Linked DNA regions of Mus musculus: all the other regions are linked to region 3. The links are chromatin contacts, called in public Hi-C, HiChIP or PLAC-seq and promoter capture Hi-C maps. All regions are on one chromosome and are shown on one strand. The core of a region is the stretch at or near the end of the contact, and the rest is flanking DNA. Distances in the headings are between cores, read along the strand shown. Region 1 overlaps Ttc29 (tetratricopeptide repeat domain 29). Region 2 has its middle 62 kb from the start of Gm6360. Region 3 holds the start of Lsm6 (LSM6 homolog, U6 small nuclear RNA and mRNA degradation associated). Region 4 has its middle 26 kb from the start of Gm6360. Region 5 has its middle 24 kb from the start of Otud4. Region 6 holds the start of Anapc10 (anaphase promoting complex subunit 10).

What was found. Promoter capture Hi-C pulls out the DNA fragments that hold promoters and counts their contacts. Hi-C and Micro-C count contacts between places; a contact is called where the count stands out from the background. HiChIP or PLAC-seq counts read pairs in DNA pulled down with a chosen protein or histone mark.
Region 1: a promoter capture Hi-C map of hippocampal neurons shows a contact between it and region 3, with 4 times the contacts expected there. The contact joins the enhancer-like site here to the promoter of Lsm6 in region 3. A contact is called at or near these places in 9 of 39 promoter capture datasets (the 3T3-L1 cell line, the C10 cell line, cranial neural crest and 4 more), 10 of 115 datasets of contacts at active chromatin or transcription factors (the 230-238 cell line, the NIH/3T3 cell line, acute myeloid leukemia and 7 more) and 2 of 9 other capture datasets (adipose tissue and pancreatic islet).
Region 2: a Hi-C map of embryonic stem cells shows a contact between it and region 3, with 1.8 times the contacts expected there. The contact joins the enhancer-like site here to the promoter of Lsm6 in region 3. A contact is called at or near these places in 2 of 39 promoter capture datasets (the C10 cell line and pre-B cells), 1 of 484 Hi-C or Micro-C datasets (embryonic stem cells), 2 of 115 datasets of contacts at active chromatin or transcription factors (embryonic stem cells and large pre-B cells) and 3 of 9 other capture datasets (adipose tissue, embryonic stem cells and pancreatic islet).
Region 4: a contact with region 3 is called in an H3K4me3 HiChIP or PLAC-seq map of embryonic stem cells, with 4 times the contacts expected there. The contact joins the enhancer-like site here to the promoter of Lsm6 in region 3. A contact is called at or near these places in 1 of 39 promoter capture datasets (hippocampal neurons), 4 of 115 datasets of contacts at active chromatin or transcription factors (bone marrow-derived macrophages, craniofacial prominence, embryonic stem cells and 1 more) and 1 of 9 other capture datasets (embryonic stem cells).
Region 5: a contact with region 3 is called in a promoter capture Hi-C map of liver, with 2.7 times the contacts expected there. The contact joins the enhancer-like site here to the promoter of Lsm6 in region 3. A contact is called at or near these places in 10 of 39 promoter capture datasets (the 3T3-L1 cell line, 3T3-L1-derived adipocytes, cranial neural crest and 5 more), 3 of 115 datasets of contacts at active chromatin or transcription factors (the NIH/3T3 cell line, bone marrow-derived macrophages and embryonic stem cells) and 1 of 9 other capture datasets (embryonic stem cells).
Region 6: a contact with region 3 is called in a promoter capture Hi-C map of pre-B cells, with 4 times the contacts expected there. The contact joins the promoter of Anapc10 here to the promoter of Lsm6 in region 3. A contact is called at or near these places in 4 of 39 promoter capture datasets (cranial neural crest, hippocampal neurons, liver and 1 more), 6 of 484 Hi-C or Micro-C datasets (CD4 T cells, CD8 T cells, effector CD8 T cells and 2 more), 1 of 115 datasets of contacts at active chromatin or transcription factors (bone marrow-derived macrophages) and 2 of 9 other capture datasets (adipose tissue and liver).

Annotation. Positions count from the first base shown.
Region 1 is chr8:78,232,346-78,235,176 of GRCm38.p6, reverse strand. The region is part of intron 5 of Ttc29 (tetratricopeptide repeat domain 29); the gene reads right to left. Among named protein-coding and RNA genes, the nearest start is that of Ttc29, 20 kb to the right of the region's middle. Within about 2 kb of position 1,451, at least 7 of the 459 cell types and tissues checked have an H3K27ac peak or open chromatin away from gene starts, as enhancers often do. A contact at or near this core is called in hippocampal neurons, where this site is marked.
Region 2 is chr8:78,133,119-78,135,818 of GRCm38.p6, reverse strand. No RefSeq gene overlaps it. Among named protein-coding and RNA genes, the nearest start is that of Gm6360, 62 kb to the right of the region's middle. Within about 2 kb of position 1,273, at least 4 of the 459 cell types and tissues checked have an H3K27ac peak or open chromatin away from gene starts, as enhancers often do. A contact at or near this core is called in embryonic stem cells, where this site is marked.
Region 3 is chr8:78,819,766-78,822,529 of GRCm38.p6, reverse strand. It overlaps Lsm6 (LSM6 homolog, U6 small nuclear RNA and mRNA degradation associated), which reads left to right and starts at 1,378. Exons shown (of 5, transcript NM_001191004.1): 1 at 1,378-1,482; 2 at 2,445-2,543.
Region 4 is chr8:78,096,906-78,099,914 of GRCm38.p6, reverse strand. No RefSeq gene overlaps it. Among named protein-coding and RNA genes, the nearest start is that of Gm6360, 26 kb to the right of the region's middle. Within about 2 kb of position 1,629, at least 34 of the 459 cell types and tissues checked have an H3K27ac peak or open chromatin away from gene starts, as enhancers often do. A contact at or near this core is called in embryonic stem cells, where this site is marked.
Region 5 is chr8:79,614,513-79,617,212 of GRCm38.p6, reverse strand. No RefSeq gene overlaps it. Among named protein-coding and RNA genes, the nearest start is that of Otud4, 24 kb to the left of the region's middle. Within about 2 kb of position 1,257, at least 21 of the 459 cell types and tissues checked have an H3K27ac peak or open chromatin away from gene starts, as enhancers often do. A contact at or near this core is called in liver, where this site is marked.
Region 6 is chr8:79,710,457-79,713,226 of GRCm38.p6, reverse strand. It overlaps Anapc10 (anaphase promoting complex subunit 10), which reads right to left and starts at 1,464. Exons shown (of 5, transcript NM_001357234.1): 1 at 1,383-1,464; 2 at 1-74. The coding sequence starts at 62. It overlaps Abce1 (ATP-binding cassette, sub-family E (OABP), member 1), which reads left to right and starts at 1,487. Exons shown (of 18, transcript NM_015751.2): 1 at 1,487-1,684.

The sequences.
Region 1 (2,831 bases), core at 202-2,701, 590 kb after region 3:
ATTAAAATGATGACAGGAAACATGTACATGAGGCTCTTCGGTTGACAAGTACTTAGGAGAAATGTGACACCCTTAAAACACAAAAGGAAAAAGTACATAATTTAAAAAATGACAGCCAAACATTATTCATGCTCTTTAGTATGAAAATAAATAGAAAAACTTGCATTTTGATTTTTTTTATAGTGTGACATTTCTTCAGTGAGGTGATGACATTTGCTGTGAAAACTGAACAAGACCTCACCTCTTCAGAACCTCCTCGCTCCCTCAGCCGCCTCTCTGTCCCCTTTCCCAGGGGCTCTGCTAAACCTACTTCTTCCTTTTCCTTTTGAAAAATTAAGTTCATTACGAGCGTAGGCTCATTTTACCACTGTCATTTTGTATTTTTTAGATGGAAAAAAAAAAAACCAAACCTATGGTAAATTGAGTAAAAAGACAGGTTACATCTCAATGCTCAAGGGCAACTCCAGAACTGATTTTTGTGGTTCTAAGGTGACTGCCTCACCAATGACACAGTTTTCATTAGCATCCTTTAACTTTCTTCCACATGAAAGGTAAGTTCAGGGTGTGCTTTCCCTTGTCAGACTTAAGGACAGAGTTATAAGGCATTTGGAGTAAACCTTCTTTGATTATCATTATAAAGAGATGAGTATCACACACACACACACACACACACACACACAGAGAGAGAGAGAGAGAGAGAGAGAGAGAGAGAGAGGGAGAGAGAGAAAGAGAGAGAGAGAGAGAGAGAGAGAGATAGATGAATGCTCCTCGCAGGCCCCGTGCATGAGGGATCAAACTTCCAGAAAGCGGTGAGAAGCGCAATAATGAAAAGCACAGACACTGATCATTCTGACCCTCTGCCAAGACAGAGTCTGGGAGAGATAACTTGCCATAAATAGCATGTTGACCTTATGGCAGCTATCATGAATATCTAGAAAATTACTAGTCAGGACTAACAATATTTAAAATCAAGTTTTGTAATTAGCAAGAGTGTTGTAAAACAAGGAGAAGGTATTTTTGAGAATACAAAACAATGTTGAATTCAAACTTAAAAAAAATTGTACATAAAATAGAGAGCAGGCAGGGAGTGCGTTGTCTCTTTCTAGTTCCTGAACAACACTGAAAATGCTAACAGGAGGCGAGCAGGCAGCCTTCGCAGCACGATCAACAGCACACAGAACAGAATTCAAGCAGAAAAACAATCAGAAGAGCAGAAGGCTCAGAGGTCTATAAATGGATGGATCACTGAGAAATACGGCAGGCAGAAAAAAATGCACCAGATGCAACGGCTTCAACATGTAGAGAATCAACAGGACAATGAAGACAAAGTGATTGAAATGAATTTTCTCTCAGAAACTTACAGATACAGTAAAAGAAAAATTACATGGCTAACACATACCCGGCTGAAGGGAATAACAGACTCAAGCAAGCTGGTGACTGGATCCCAAAAGCTATGTCTGCCAACTGTTCAGCAAATTAATGTACAACATGGATTAATTTCTAAAACGTACAAGACTGTTTTTATAAAAGTTGGCTGTACTAGCTACACTGGAAATTTCATGAGCTTATATCATGCACGGTGTATCATCTGAGCCAAGGTTCCCTCCTCAAACCCTCATTTCCACTGAATGAAAGCAGCAGAGAGCAAGCACACACAAAAACCATTCGTCTGCAAATGCATAAACAAATCTCTAATTTATTCATTGCTTCAAAGTGAAGCCTTTTATGGACTCTTGACATATTTGGGGTTTTAAAGATGCCCAAACATCACATCCCTGAGAAGCAAGCGTCCTCAGGTCAGAAGGAAGCTTCCCACAGGAGTGTTGTGAAAACAGGGAGCAGCCGTTCCGAGCGAGCGAGGAAGGCACTTCCAACTCAGGGTGACAGAAAGAAATAACGAAACAGACACAATGAAATTAGACCAAAGACAGAGCAGAAGAGAACACATCAAGGGTAAACTGAAAGATAATAAAATAGAAGGAGGTGGGGGGCATCTCACAAAACAAACAGCTACTTATATAAAAGACAGAGAAGTCGCTTCGAACCTTATCAAGAATGAGGCAGGAGCACAAAAGCAGATGCAGCTGTGCACAGCAGCCGCACAGCCCTAATTACAGCAACAGCCATAGTCTTTCATGTACAGATGCTGATCGCAACGCTTGGCATATAATTATCTGATTTAAACCTCCCAATGTTTTCTATAAAATTGTAGGGCAGGAAAAGAAAGATTACAGGTTAACCCTATGATTTAGATGAAAATGTACACATACATACAAACACACACACACACACACACACACACACACACAGAGAGAGAGAGAGAGAGAGAGAGAGAGAGAGAGAGAACAAATCAAAGCTACACCATGTAAGTAGGTTTTACCCCAGAATTGAGGGATATAGTCCAATTTTAGAAAATTTAGTAATTTTATTATCATCTTAGCAAACTTTATGATCACCTCAGAAAAAATTAGAAAATTATTTTAAAATGTTAAAAGCCCATAATGTCTAAGAAACGTAGAAACTGAGGAAACTTTTTGTTGGCAATATGTACCTATTAAAAACACATGGGAAAACCCCCTTCACGTTTTGCAGTACACTGGAGAATAACATTGGAATTTGGTGCAATCCTCACTGAAGACCCAGTGACAATTTTAAAATCCCTACTAAACAGCAATATGCAAGAAAAGCATTTGGAACAAAGAGGGGCACCACATACAACTGAATCCATGAAGAGGGCTGTGGCACCAACTCCAGGACAGGCAAAAAAGTCAGTCACCCAGAACACCATGCTTGTGTGTGTGTGGGCGGGGGGAGCACCAGAAAGCACACCC
Region 2 (2,700 bases), core at 24-2,523, 690 kb after region 3:
TTTAAGGCTATGCAATGCAACTTGTAAGCATCAGCCATGACGGGTACCATACAATGTTATCTCTGAAAGTCTGATTAACTAAAATGGATCAAGCATTTTAACTAAGCCTAGTGAAAATACAAAACCCAAGATGACAACTGGGAGTTCTAGTTTCATGTCATTTAGAAAGATCCATAGTAGTCACTGGGTATCTTGCAGAATAAGGACAGAATCCAAGTTGCCACATTAATGGTTCCGACTATTAATCATCTTTCTGGTATTTAATGGAAGATTTCACATGAAACATGTGGATACTTATCATGATAAATGGGCCTTAATTATAACGATACATGGGCCCTGCATTTCCCCAGGACTTCCCTGTATGTTTCTCACATGTACTAAACTATAACAAGAATATACTGAAAGAGTAGTTCTCTCTAAACATTTTTTATTAGGAGTATCAGATGTGTTAAATTTGCATATACATTATAATATAAATTTTACATTGAGGTCTGCCGCCCACCTCCATAAAGTTACACCATTAACTCATCTTCTCTTGATTAAATGACCTGTATGAGTTAGAGGTCAGCACTGACAAAGATATCACAGTCTAATCTACTGGTATTATGACCCCAATTATCCCCAGTTACCGTTTTCAGGAGGCTACCTAACAGGCTAAATGAATTTCTAAAAATGATAGAAGACAGTATTTGCTAAATCTAGCACAAACTCCATTTGCCTTTATTTTCCAGCCATGACCACTACCGGTCCTTCCCACATACGCCCTGGTTCTGCATTAACAAACTTTTACTTTCTCTTTGAGAAAAGGTCAAGGTTCTGAAGGTCCCTTTTTTGACAATAATGATGATGATGATGATGGTAATTCTTATTATCCTGCCATTATGAAACCCATGTTTTTCTCCTACACCAAATAATCAACAAAACCATGCCCTTAGAGCTAGCCTTCACATCAACTTGGCCCAGTTTGGATTGTTCATCATGAAGCTGAACTGTTGATAAACCTAGAACATGATTGTAGGAAAAAGAAAATAAAACCCACATTGTGAACACTTTTTTTTTTTCATTTTACAGTAGTAGGACATCTCATCTCGGTTCCTGCTGGATGGAGTGAGTCTGCAGAGAGCACAAGAGAGGATTATGAGGCTTTACAAACACAAAGGAAGGCCAAGTCCTCCTCTTTACCTCTGTATAAAGAGCCTGCTGTCCACTGCCAGGTGAACCCAGAATCAACCAGCTGGATGTGGTCTGGCCCCCTCTCTACCTTCCAGCCCTGAGCTCCAGGACTTGCGGGACTGAATGGTCTGACCTCCTGCGCTCCCCTGGGGCGGGACTGAATGGACTGGACTGCCTCTGCCTCTTCTATTGGAAATGGCGATTTCTTAGCAGTAGCTTCCCTTGGAAGGCTCTGTCTCCTTTATACTCCTCCTCGGTCTGGATCACTAGATCCTTGAAGAAAGTTCTTTCTTCTCCTAGAAACATCCAGCCACAAGCAAATTTTCTTTTTTGCTATCACTGAGCTTCACATCTTAGTGTTTGATTTTGACATTTACTATATGCCGGGACTATGTGAGATATCACACATTATGGAATGTGATCTGACTTTATGATTATACAAACCTATGTAACTAACTTTATTATCCCTGTTTGAAAGAGAGAATATCTGAGTTCCAATATAAATAGTGTAACTTACTTACATCTAAGAGTTCAGCTTCCAAAAACTGTATTGCTACTTTGAATTATACAGCATCGTCATTGGCAAAATGTTTCCATAACATCCAATGGCCTTTATTATCTATACAGCATCTGCTGGCCTTTACTTCTTATCAGATAGCCTGCTACCTAGGACATGGTACCTTGAATAGGATATATTACCTATTGTGCAATTAAGACTGTCATATGGGTATTAGTCATTATTATTACTGGTTAAAATAGTAATAGTAGGAGTATATGTGTTTGAGGGTTTATTATCTACCTCATACATTAAAATGAAAGATTCTCAAAGACAGATACCACTTTATAACTCTTTTATTCTCTTGTAAGAATAATGTCCCATACATAGTAAGAGCTTAACAATTCACTGATGAATGAATGATAAATATAAATGACAAGAATGACTGTTGAGTTACATTGTTTGATTGTTGAGTTATATATCCTTCCCCACACAGGGAACTTACAATGCTTGCTGATCCATGTCTTCCTTTACAGTCCCCTTTTCCAGGAATTAGGGACTTGAAGTTGTGAGTGTGGGAACATAATCTCTGGCATACCTGGTCCAACACTCCCACATGCCCACCTTCATGCTGGTGGTGGCTTTCTTCTCTGACATGGTCCCACAGGCATCACAAGTGACCCAGTCATTCTGCGTTCATTGCCTTTGGCTGCTCTCTAATCCCTGTCTTCTTCACGCCTTGAGCCTGTCCTTCATCTCATAGCCACTGGCTACCTCTGGGTAGGCAATACCTGATTACACATTCACACTAACATGCTATTTAAAATGTTCAAAAACCCATCTCTAAAATTCTATGACCCCCTCATCTAAGTGACTACATTTATTTTCCAACTTTCTATGCGTATGATGGTGTTCAAGTATTAAAAAGTACAAATATCCACGCTTCTGTTGATAAAACCCTAAATCTTGGTATCTTCTGTGGTAGAACTTAGGAACCAAATCCCATCTCCTTAGAAAAAGAGTTGGTATTG
Region 3 (2,764 bases), core at 129-2,628:
TATATCTATGTCTACCTACCTATTTCATCTCTCTATATAATACGCATATCATAATTACAGTCAGTAAGAAATGTAGTATGTAGCACAATTTGATTTTTCTTTCTTTTTTCTTTTTTTAGACAAGGTCTCAAATAGCCCAGGCTGGTCTCAAACTCATTCTGTAGCTGAGGATGATCTTGAATTTCTGATTTTCCTGCACGCATGCCTGGGTGCTAGGATTACAGGTGTGAGCGCCACTATGCCACTACCGCTGTGGTGCCAGAGATGTTCATGCACACTAGATATGCTACCACTGTGCTAAATCCTCAGCCCCCAATTTGACCTATAAAGCAGTTTTTATTTTAGGGACAAGGCATAGCGTGCTCCTTCTTTGATTTAAATGTGACTTTACCTGTGTTCCTAATTTTATATTTCAAGAGCCTAAAATGCTGTTTGATCAATGTCTGTAATTATTTGGTCTTGACATCAACTGGAATTTTACAGACAGACAGAAGGATGTTCCTGTTCTTTTCCAAATTCCACCCAGTTGTTCACTGTCTGGGGTATCAACCAAAGGCAGGTAGATCACTGTCCAGGATATCAATCAAAGGCACGTAGAAAAGGAGGAATCCACTTTGTGTTTCAGAAAACAATTCTGCATCTTAGATCCTGTAACACTTATCAGGGTTATGTAGCTGTTGTTTGAAGGTATTATAACTTTGTTGAATGTTAAACAACAGAAACAGAATTAAAATTTAAAATATAAATATAAAATATAAGTTAAAATATAAAGAGATCGTGGGGGTAGAAGAAATTGTCTTCCTGTGACTTTTTTTCTTCCATAAATAAAAAGCATGCATTAAGAATTCATGAAGTATCCCTAACCAAGTTCCCATACACTACTTAAATAGTATCTGCATGCAGTTTCCAATTAAACTAATTTGTAACGTTTTCTAATTGATGCCGTTATAATTCAGAGTTGCTTGAATTATTTTTTTGTTTCAGCATTCCCATGGAAACAATCTCTTCATACATTTAATTTATATGCAGAAGTTAGTTTGAGGGTTTGAGGCTTTTAACTTGTATTTGTTTTAAATTATTTAAGGCTATTTCGGGGTGCTCAACAGCCATCGTTTTAACTGTAAGTTTCCGTTTCTTAATATTTTAAGGTTCTTTACTGTAAACACACACACACAAGATCACTTCTAGCTCTTGGTTGGTTGTTTTGCTTTCGTATTCTATTTTCTGGCAAAAGAGAGAATATCAGAATATCGGACCTTTACTTCAAGCCCTGGCTGGGTGCCGACGGTACCATTAAACAAACCCGGTCTTGGAAGCCAGCTCACTAACGCGTTCTGACTGTTTTTGATCCCCGCGGGTCGCCATAGGCAAGGAGGACGCTGATTGGGTGAGATGGGAAAGCCGCTGCCGGGGGCGGTTTCGGTTTTCGGCGCGCGCGTCCGCGGAAGCCCGGCCTGTGAGCGTTCTGGATCCGGCTGCAAGGTGAGCCCGCGGCCTGGGAGGAATGAATGGGTGCGGGCAGGCACTCCGGGTGGGAGCGGCTGGCGTAGGCCGCGGATGGTCCGGGCTGGCGGGGAGCGGCTCGAGCCGGGCCTGCGTCCCAGGAGATGCTCGCTGGTCTGGGCCACGCGGGCTCGCGGTGCCGGGCGCGCTCCCGTGGCGCGCGCGCTTCGCGCCGATTGGGGTGAGCGCCCAGGGTTACGGTGGCGCGCGACTTCGGCGCCCTCCTCCACCCGCGAGCCCTGCGCGACGGAAAGTAAATACAGACGAGCGGAGGAAATGGTCCTTGCTGACGGCCTCGGCACACCAACTCCCTTTCTCTTGTGTGGGCCTGTTTCTGTTTCAGCTAAGACCACCAAGTTTTTTAACCACACACCAGTATTTAGTTTTATACTTACATTAAAATGAGACAAGTTGTGATTTTAAAATTCATTGATCTCGTTTGGGCCCCCTGTTTTATTGTGTGGATCTCATAAATTATTCAGCTGTTTCCCAGGCTGACGTCTTTGGGTGTGAGTTTTTTGCTTCATTTTCGCATCCCGAACGATATCGTGATGCCTTAACTTCTATTCCTCAAATTTTCAATTACTAGCATAGATGGTTCTTGCACATTGCGAGACTGGTTTTTCTTAAAGTGTTAGTAATTTATTTGGCTCTTCAAAACCGTGAAAGGGCCTACTGTGGTTCTAAAGTAGCAAAGCACAGCCTCACTTTGGAATTACTATTGGGAGTTTGAACTTGCAGGCTGTGACTGTGTGTGTGTGTGTGAGAGAGAGAGAGAGAGAGAGAGAGAGAGAGAGAGAGAGATAGAGAGACAGACAGACAGACAGACAGACAGAGACAGACAGAGAGACAGACTGACTGACTGACTGCACATGTTAATCAGATGCTGGAACAGGAAGAGACAGCCAGTACCCATCTAGCCTAACTTCCTTATTTTGCAGATGAGCCTGGGGCCGTGACAGGTGAAATGGTGATGAGTTACGCAAGCTGCACAGATAATTAAGTAGCAGAGATTAGAACTCAGGTTTCCTGCCTCCCAAGTGAGTACCCCTAACGACTGCAGCAGCTCTTCTCTCACTGAAGGGTGGCCTACTAGATAATAGAACTTCTTTAAAGAAAGTTTTGTTTTGTTTTTAACTCCCTGGCTTATTTTCTACTTTTGGATTGAGGGACTGGAAAATAGAAAAGTTACATTTTTGTGTTCAGCACTAGAAATTTATTTATTTTTTTGAAGGTCAACCCTTTCAAGACTTTGACGATT
Region 4 (3,009 bases), core at 380-2,879, 720 kb after region 3:
AAACAGCTCATAAGGCCTCAGAGAGTGAAGGCAGGAGGAGATGGTTTACCTGGACTCCATCAAAATGTGGAATGATCAAACAAAACAATGCGGGGCTCAGGTGCCTCTGCAGTACCCAATCCAGGGGAACACTTGCTCGCTTCACAAAATCCCCCCATTAAATGCTGGGCCTTACATTGGCGAGTCTAACTGTTCACTAAACTAAAGGCCCCGCTCACATTTTCCCTTCGAGTACATCATTCTCAGAGCTGATTGCCTACTGTTAAGGCAAGAGAATCCAATAACACAAAATTATTTTAATAATTTCTAAAGGAAGTTTAAGTGATACGCACTCGATCAGGGTCGATGAAAATGGCCCCGGTGTCGAAGGGCAACAGGTTGCTAATAAATACAATAGTTTAGGAAAGTGCCGTTGCCGTCACGGAAAAACTATATTCTGGGGGAAATAATACCACTGTAATTCATTTTTGAAAGCTATTGAGACTTCTTGGATGAAGAATGTAGTTATTAAAGGCAAAAGTACACAATATGTTGTAATGAAATGTTTGTGCTTCACACTTCATTAAATGCTTTGTGGGCCTCTGGGGAAATTCCATCTCACACGCCCAGAAGCAGTGTTTGTACACGGTGTGTCAGTAGAGGGAGTGTGTGGGGCAGTGTTCCAAAGATGAAGTTGCTACAACTTCAACATAGTCCATATTTAAAACACTAAAACAAGCCACGCAGACATGTGCCTAACACAGGCAGATGTCTGCCTTAGGCACTCCACTTCACCCTGGCTTCTATGTTACTGAAATTCATTTTCCCTCTTGACCTAATTTTAAAAATTATAAATCATGGATTCTGCTTGAAGTACAAGGTGATTGAGAAAAGTGGATACTTTAAGCCAGTGAGCTCATCCGAAAATGTTCTCATTCTAACTCTTCCCAACACAGTCAGCTAACAGCATATCTAGGCCTTAGAATTTAGAATTTGGAAGGTTAATGGTTTAGAAGGTACCCACCATCCAATTTACTGTAATTTGAAACTAACAAATATGATTATTAAAGAGAGAAGGCTGGGCTGATTCCATGACAGGCTTCAAATCGGCAGTTAAGGAGACTAGGCCTAAATCTCTGTCTACAAGAACTTGGCAAGTCCAGGCAAATCCAGGCCTCAGAAGCTGCCTGCCACCTGGCCTGAGGCAAGGACAATGGGTCAGCAGCAGTTTCCAGACTTCCTCAGTTACTTCCTCAGCAACAGTTTCCACACCTCCTCAGCAGGTTCCCAGCCCCCACACCCCGGTAATGGAATGTCAGTAGAGGCGGACCCGACAGATTAACATAGAGGTCACCCTCCCGGAACATCCCTAATGTGCTTTAAGTCAGGCCTGCAAGCTCACTTGGGTGTCTCTCTATCTTGGTAGTGGGAGAGCACAGCATGCTGGACTTGTGCAGAGTAAAACACTGTGTTTCATACTATTTGAGCTCAGAGTACCATTCTTCAGTGAATCATGGGCCCTTACAAAAGTACCAAAGAAAATAGAGATATCTGATTCTTAGGAGATGGAAACGCCCACTCAGGAGGAGGGACTTTGAGGAGCTCATTAGTACACATTACTGCATAAGCAATGGGAAGGAACCGCAGCTGCTGGCACCCTCCCCTAGCAACACTCTGCTTTGTCCCCTGTATCTTTCTTTCTTCCCCTGGGCTGGAGAGTAGCTTCCCCATTTGTCTGATGTAAACACGCATATCAATGCAGGGCTTCTAAGGCAAACAAGCAAGGAAATGTAGAAGGGAATCCTAGTCAGAAACAACATCAATAGAAAACTAACGAGTATGGGCCCTGGCTCAGAGCCCTCCAGGTAACGTGTTAATGTCAGGATCTTTTGTAAAACACTATGGGAGATTTCTAATAAAGCATTCCTTTGCCTCAAGAATATTTTTTCTCTCCTCGGGAAGTGTCTTAAGCTTAATGGTTTTCTCTAGGGCTAGAATTTCATTTGGCAGCTTTACTGAGAATTTACTCAACAGGAAAAGTGTGACTTACTCTGAGATTCTCATTGAAAGCCACACCCCTTCAGGGGCTCATCTGGCTAAAGCTTAAGAAATCAAAACACAAACAAACATACAAACAAAAAAAAATCCTCCAGGCTCCTATATAGAATATGATGCTGGTTATATGAAACCCATAAGTTGAGCTTGGATGAACATAGTACTTCAGCATCCCTTTTGGTAATACACTGCTTCCTTAATTGGGTACCCAAAGATGTTCAAAACTACAGCTCTACACAGGACAGAGGATGCGCCAGGTTTCCGAGAGCCTTTCTGCTGCCATAGCGATCTTCCTCGCTCCTTATTTTCCTTCAGACTTCCCTGCTTAAAATTATCAAACCAAGGTGATATCTCCATACTCCTATTATCTACTGCACGTAGTGTAATAGTTACTATGACAAGTTTTTGAGAAGCAAACATTCAATTTTCCCATGCCTTCCGTTATTATTTGGCTCAGGAGCAACGCAAAGGAACCCCGCCGGGCAGCGATCCTGGCTGTGCAACTCGAGAATGCTTTGTTCTGGATTGGACACTGACTCTAGGTCTCACAGCTTTGCCAACTCTGTTGAATTCCGAGTTTTCTCACTTGAAAATGAGGAAAGGAATAAAACAACTTTGCAGGGTTGCTTTAAAACGAGATGAGAGTCTGCCCATGTAAAGCGTGTGTAGCGGGGCTGTCCTATTCACGCACGATCTCATTTTTATCACGCTGCATGCTTTACAGCTCAGCTCTTTCACTCTTCTCTGAGCACCTCCGTTAAGGCTCCGGAAAGTTTTTCACATGCTAACTGCACCCTGGTCTACCTGTGCACTGCTCACCACCACAGCCGGTAGATCAAGGGCAGAGACATTCTGCTGCTTGCCTGAATTCCCTAGTCCACCACAGGGTCTTCCCCAAGCAGATGCTCATAAACAAAATGAAAATAAACTTCAATTAGGTGGATATGTGTTATGTAATCTTTACATAATAAGAAC
Region 5 (2,700 bases), core at 8-2,507, 790 kb before region 3:
ACCACTGACCAACCACAGCCACTTTTTGTTTCCCCCTAAGAAAAATAAAGAACAGATACAACCAAGTCTCGTCTAAATATATTTTCCCCAGTTGCTTTCTCTTATTTTTTTTTCTAAAACGTTGCTTGCTGAGGACATTAAAAACGGCAGTAGATATGGAGGTTGGGCAAAGACACACAATGAAGAAGGCAGCAGATAAGCTTGTGTTACTACGCCTGGCCTTAACATTTCAGTTGTTATATCAAATTGAGATTACTTTCCATTAGTTTGGGAAATATACACAGGTCAGCATTACTGCACCTGGAATGGAGATTACATTTATGACAAAGGTAAAAATTTATTTTATTTAAAGCTTGGCTGTGGAAGTCACACCTTTAATCCCAGCACTGAAGAGGCAGAGGCAGGCAGATCTCAGAGTTCAAGGCCAGTGTAGTCTACAGAGTGAGCTCCAGGACAGCCAGGGCTACATTGAGACTCCCTGTCTTTAAAAACTAAAAAAGAAATTATTTTATTTAAATGTTCTTTTAATTTATTCTTTGACAATTTCATACATATGTCCTTCCCCTCCTTCTCCCTCTTCCTCCTTTTTTTTTGAGACAGGGTCTTACTGTGTAGTCCCCAGCTGACCATAAACTTGCTATGTAGACCAGGCTTGCCTTGAACTCACAGAGAGGCACCTGACCCTGCCTGAGTGTTAGAATTAAGGGCTCCCACAGTACCCCATTCTAATGTCTTCTGATTCTATTCAGCCCCATTAGCCTTTCATCTCTCTCTCCTGCTGAACTATAAAAGTTTACTCTTGTGTGTGTGTGTGTCTGTGTCTCTGTATGTGTCTGTGTGTGTATGTTTGTGTGACCTGCTGAGTTTAATTATGCTTGCTTGCACCAACAGGGGTTAAAGGTTATTTACGGTCAGGTTGACAATTTACCTGTGTTTACACCACTGAAAAAAGCAAACATTAACTGCCAATTAGTCTCCCTGAGGGTTGGGGCCTAAAGAGCACCTTCGTCATCTGTGATGTCATGGATCTTGTGCAGGTAACCTCGCATGCTGTGAGTTCACCAGCACCATGGTCATGCTGTGTCCAGAAGAGCCAGGAAAGGGCATTTCAGAGCACACTTCCCTCCTCTCCACCTCTTACATTCCTTTTGTCTCCTCTTCCGTGATGTGCTCTGAGCCCTGGAGGGTTAGTATAGATGTCCCATCAGGCCTACGCACCCAGCAGTCAGCTCTTCCCAGCACTTAGATGAGTTGTGAGTCTCTGTACTCACTGCTGCTCTCTGCACACAGAACCTTCTCCGGCCAGGGCAAAGAGCAGCACTAATCTATGCATGTAAACAGAAATACCTAGAGGGCAATTTGACACCAGGCCCATTTAGCAAAACAGTACCAGTGCTTTCCCCACCAGTACCTGAGGCCTCTCTGCTTAAGGCTCCAAAGCCAGGTTTGCTTTGCCAGGCATGAATCCCTCCTATGGAGCAGCCTCAGAAGCAATCAGAAAACAAAGTTCCTTTTAAAGGTTGTTTTGTTTATTGCAACAGTCTTTTGTTCTAAACTACTTTGAACAATTATCCACGAAAGTCTGTTCACTGAAGTTATTAGTAGTTTTTGTTTTGCTTTGTTTTTGCTTTGTAAGACAGGATTTCTCTGTGTCCCCTTGGCTGTCCTGGAACTCTCTCTGTAAACCACACAGGCTTTGTACCCATGGAGATCAGCCTGCCTCTGCCCTCCAGGCATCAGTATTAAAGGCCACAGAGTGGCTATTACTAGTTTTATTAAAGTGATTATTAAGGTTGTGAATAACTTATTTGCTGTAGTTTGAATTTCCTGGAGAGCCTTGAAGAGATGTGTGGGTATGCTGACTACCCAGTGTCTCCGGAGTTGTGTCTCATAATGTTATAACAAGTAAAAAACACAATTTACATCAGTCAAATTTTGGTTTTCAAACACAGCAAATAACGGATTGAAGCTATTACCACATAACAGACTCCCTTTGTTCTTATTTTTCCTCTTGCTGTTAGCAGAAACTATTGAGTTGTCCACAATTCAAAGATGAAGTTTTGAACCAGATGTGTTTTTAGTCTCACTCAGGAGGCAAAAGGGAGAAGCAGGGAGATCTCGGGTTTGAGGCTATCTCGGTCTACATAGTACATAGTGAGTTCCAGGCCAGCCAGGGCTACATAGTGAGTTCCTGTCAAAGAAAAAAAATCAAAGAAAGAAGGAAGGAAAAGAGGAAAAGAAGAATGAATACTTTAGAATCCAGACCACACTGCCGCGTAGGCTGTAACACCTTCAGCAGCCCTCCCCGTCACAGATCTTGATGACTAGGAGCCCTCTGTGAATTCCCAGCTATCAGACCTTCAGGGGCTTGGACTTCTCGTTTGAGGAAGTAGGTTTGTAGCTGCCTTCACTTTTGTCCCCATTCCTCTCCTTGTTGGCTGTTGGGGAATCTGAAAGCCCAGGTGCAGTCTCAGCAGTGAAGCTTCGACCTTTCCTTTTGGAGTATTATAAAAAGGGACCCCACCCCTGCCAGGTAGGCCTGGTTCCTCCTCAGAGCCCCCGCCAGCTGTCTGCCTGCCCACCCATGGCATTAATAAACTCTTCTGATAAACTTACTTCTCCAATCTGTCCCCCTTGAGCCCAACATCTGAGACCTTTCCAAACACCAAAGCTTCAATTCTGAGAAGAACCATATGACCC
Region 6 (2,770 bases), core at 215-2,714, 890 kb before region 3:
GTTGCTGTCCTCTCCAACTGCTTAGGATCAGCACCAGGAGGTGTCTTGTTCGGTGTGGTCATTTTTAAATTATTCTATAGAGAGACAAGCAATATACATTCTACCATGCCATGACAATCCTTCTGCAAAAATATAAAAACAGAATTTCAGTGCCCAGCGTTGTGGCACATATCTGTAATCCTAGTACTCAGGGAGGCAAAGGCTGCAGAAGCACAAGAATCTGAGTTCCAGGTCAACCTGGTCGACCACAGTGAGCTCCAGGACTACACAGAGATACCTGTTTGGTTTCAGACCCGGGACCAGGGAATGAGATGCATATTTTAAATACCAAAGCAGGACCTGGCTTCCAGGTTCTCCCAGCATCCCTCAGTCCCTATCTGGATATCCTGCCTGGAACCTTGAACTTTCCAGCCCAAGGGCTGGGCTGCCCTTCCCCCAGAGGTTTCTCCCTATATAAACCAGACGTTTTGGTCTCTCTTCCTGTTTTCCACTTCTTTCTCTGCGTGCACTCAACCCCTTCTCTCTTTCCTACCCCCCCCCCCCCCCCCCGCTTCCCCATGGAGATTTCCCTGGCCTTCGTCCTTGGGGCTAGTGAACTCGCCCATCTAAGATCAGCTTCCCAATAAACCTGCATTTAATATACTCTAATCTGGCTTAAACTGGCTAATTTCACTGACGGCAAAGAAATAAGCTATCAATACTCTGTCTACAGAAATATATCAAAAAAAAAAAATAAAGTAAAATTTCAATGGCAAAATAATCACTCATATTTCCTTCATCCTCCTTACCTTTTGTTAATCCTAGTAAATCTATGAAAAGTATGAAAAAAAAACTTCTTGGAGAGTGAAAACCATGTTAAATTGTTTCGGTGACTTTTATGGCTACTTTACACTATTGTAAATTATACTTATAATAAATTCCATAAAGTTCTGCTACAAGGCTAACATAACTATAGACCACCACCTTGACACGTCCCTTTGGATTCCAAACTATCCTTATAACCACCGCACAAACAATAATAATTTATAATTTACATAATCACAGAGACATACATTCCGTTAAAACATGAATACCATGCCATTGGAGATGTAGGGGGAGAGGGGCGGCCCATCTCGACACGGGAACAAAATTCAAAGAACAGCCAAGTAGATGAGACAAAACGCTAGGGAAGAAATGGGTTCCTGGCCTTAAACAGTAATACTGAAGGAGCTGAGAATTAGACTTGGGATCCTGCCTACCACCTCCGTCTTACCGGATTAGCAAGGCCCACAAAGCCTGAGGAGACAGCAAGCCTAACGCCGCCGAGACTAGGGAGAAGGGCTCTACCTGCGCCCGCTAGCACACAGTTCTCTAAACCGAGGGAGAGCCGCTGTCTTACACACCTGATTCGCCACAATTCCGGTTCTCAGGCCCCCGCCACTCCCACTGCGGCTCGACGATTCTAGGCTCCCTCAGTTCATTGGCGTCGCGGCGCAATGACGTCACCAACGTCATCACTCCCTCCAGGGCGCCGACTCTGCGCTCTGTCGCGCACGCGCACTATGCCCTCATGCCTTGCGCGAGGCGGCGGCTGTGCACCGCCATCTTTGCCGGTGGCGGTAAGAACACGCTGTGTGCTAAGACCTGACGGCTAGCGCTGCTTTGGCTACTGCACGCCCCGCTGTAAGGGGCCCGCTGTCTCCAGGTACGAGAATTCGCGGGAGAGGTTTGGTGTTAGGCGGCCGGCTGCCACCTTGGGAAGACTCTTAGGGACACAGTCGGAACGCCTGTAAGTTAGGCCTCAGTAGCGGAGACCGTAGCGCGTGGCAACCGGCTCCAGCTGCACATCTGGGACGCCGGAGCGTTCCGCGCGCGTCCGTTCGGCCATCCCGGCCTCAGGGCGTCTGTATTCCAGACACGGCCCGCTGCCACGAGAACGGTCGCAGATGCCATAGCCTCTGCTCGCCACCCTCCACTGCCCCTTCCCCCCACCCCCGCTCCCACCCTCAAGCTAACCCTTCTGTGGAGGACGCTCCGCACCCAGCAGATCCCCCAAGCTTCCCCTCACAGTCAGACGGCTATGTTGGCATTTGGTTGTAAGAAGTAATCCTTTTTTTTTTTTTTTAATAATTGTGGACTGACTCATAGCATCTTGCCGCCATGAAGTCCAGTGCTCCTAGTCCAGTCCCAGACTTTATGGAAATGATAGGCAAACGTTCTATCTTTCTCATAGAGCGACGTGTTCTCAGTTGGGACTGCGGTTAGTAGACCAAGTGAGTTTCCGAGTTGAGTGCCTGTCTTTAGGACTTCCGAGAAGCACTTTGTAGCACCCTGTCCTCTTCCCATTAGTGACTTAATCTCTTGTTTATTACCTCTTCGGCTTCTTGACATCAGGGATGCTGTCTTCAAAATGCCTTTAAATATCCTTTCTAGGCTTAATACATTGTAGGTATTTAGTATGTGTTGCAAATAAATGATGGTCAAAGGTGAATTTCTGAACCTCAAGAGCTACATAAGTATTTTCTCTATTTTGATGGTAAAAATGGTAACTAAGGAATAGCTGTCAAAAAGCTTTTATTGCTTTGCCCTTTCTTCCAAGGGACTACAAACTACGGAGTTAGAGTAACATTTGTATTGTAGCCTATGGTCCTGTATGCTGAAAGTAGTCACCCTGTGTCTGTCAGTTGATAATGTATTCACTATAATCAAAAAGCTTAAATATTTTTGAACCAAAATGTATTTAAGGTTTTATCTTTTCATAGCACTGCTTAGCTCACCTCTATAAATGAAA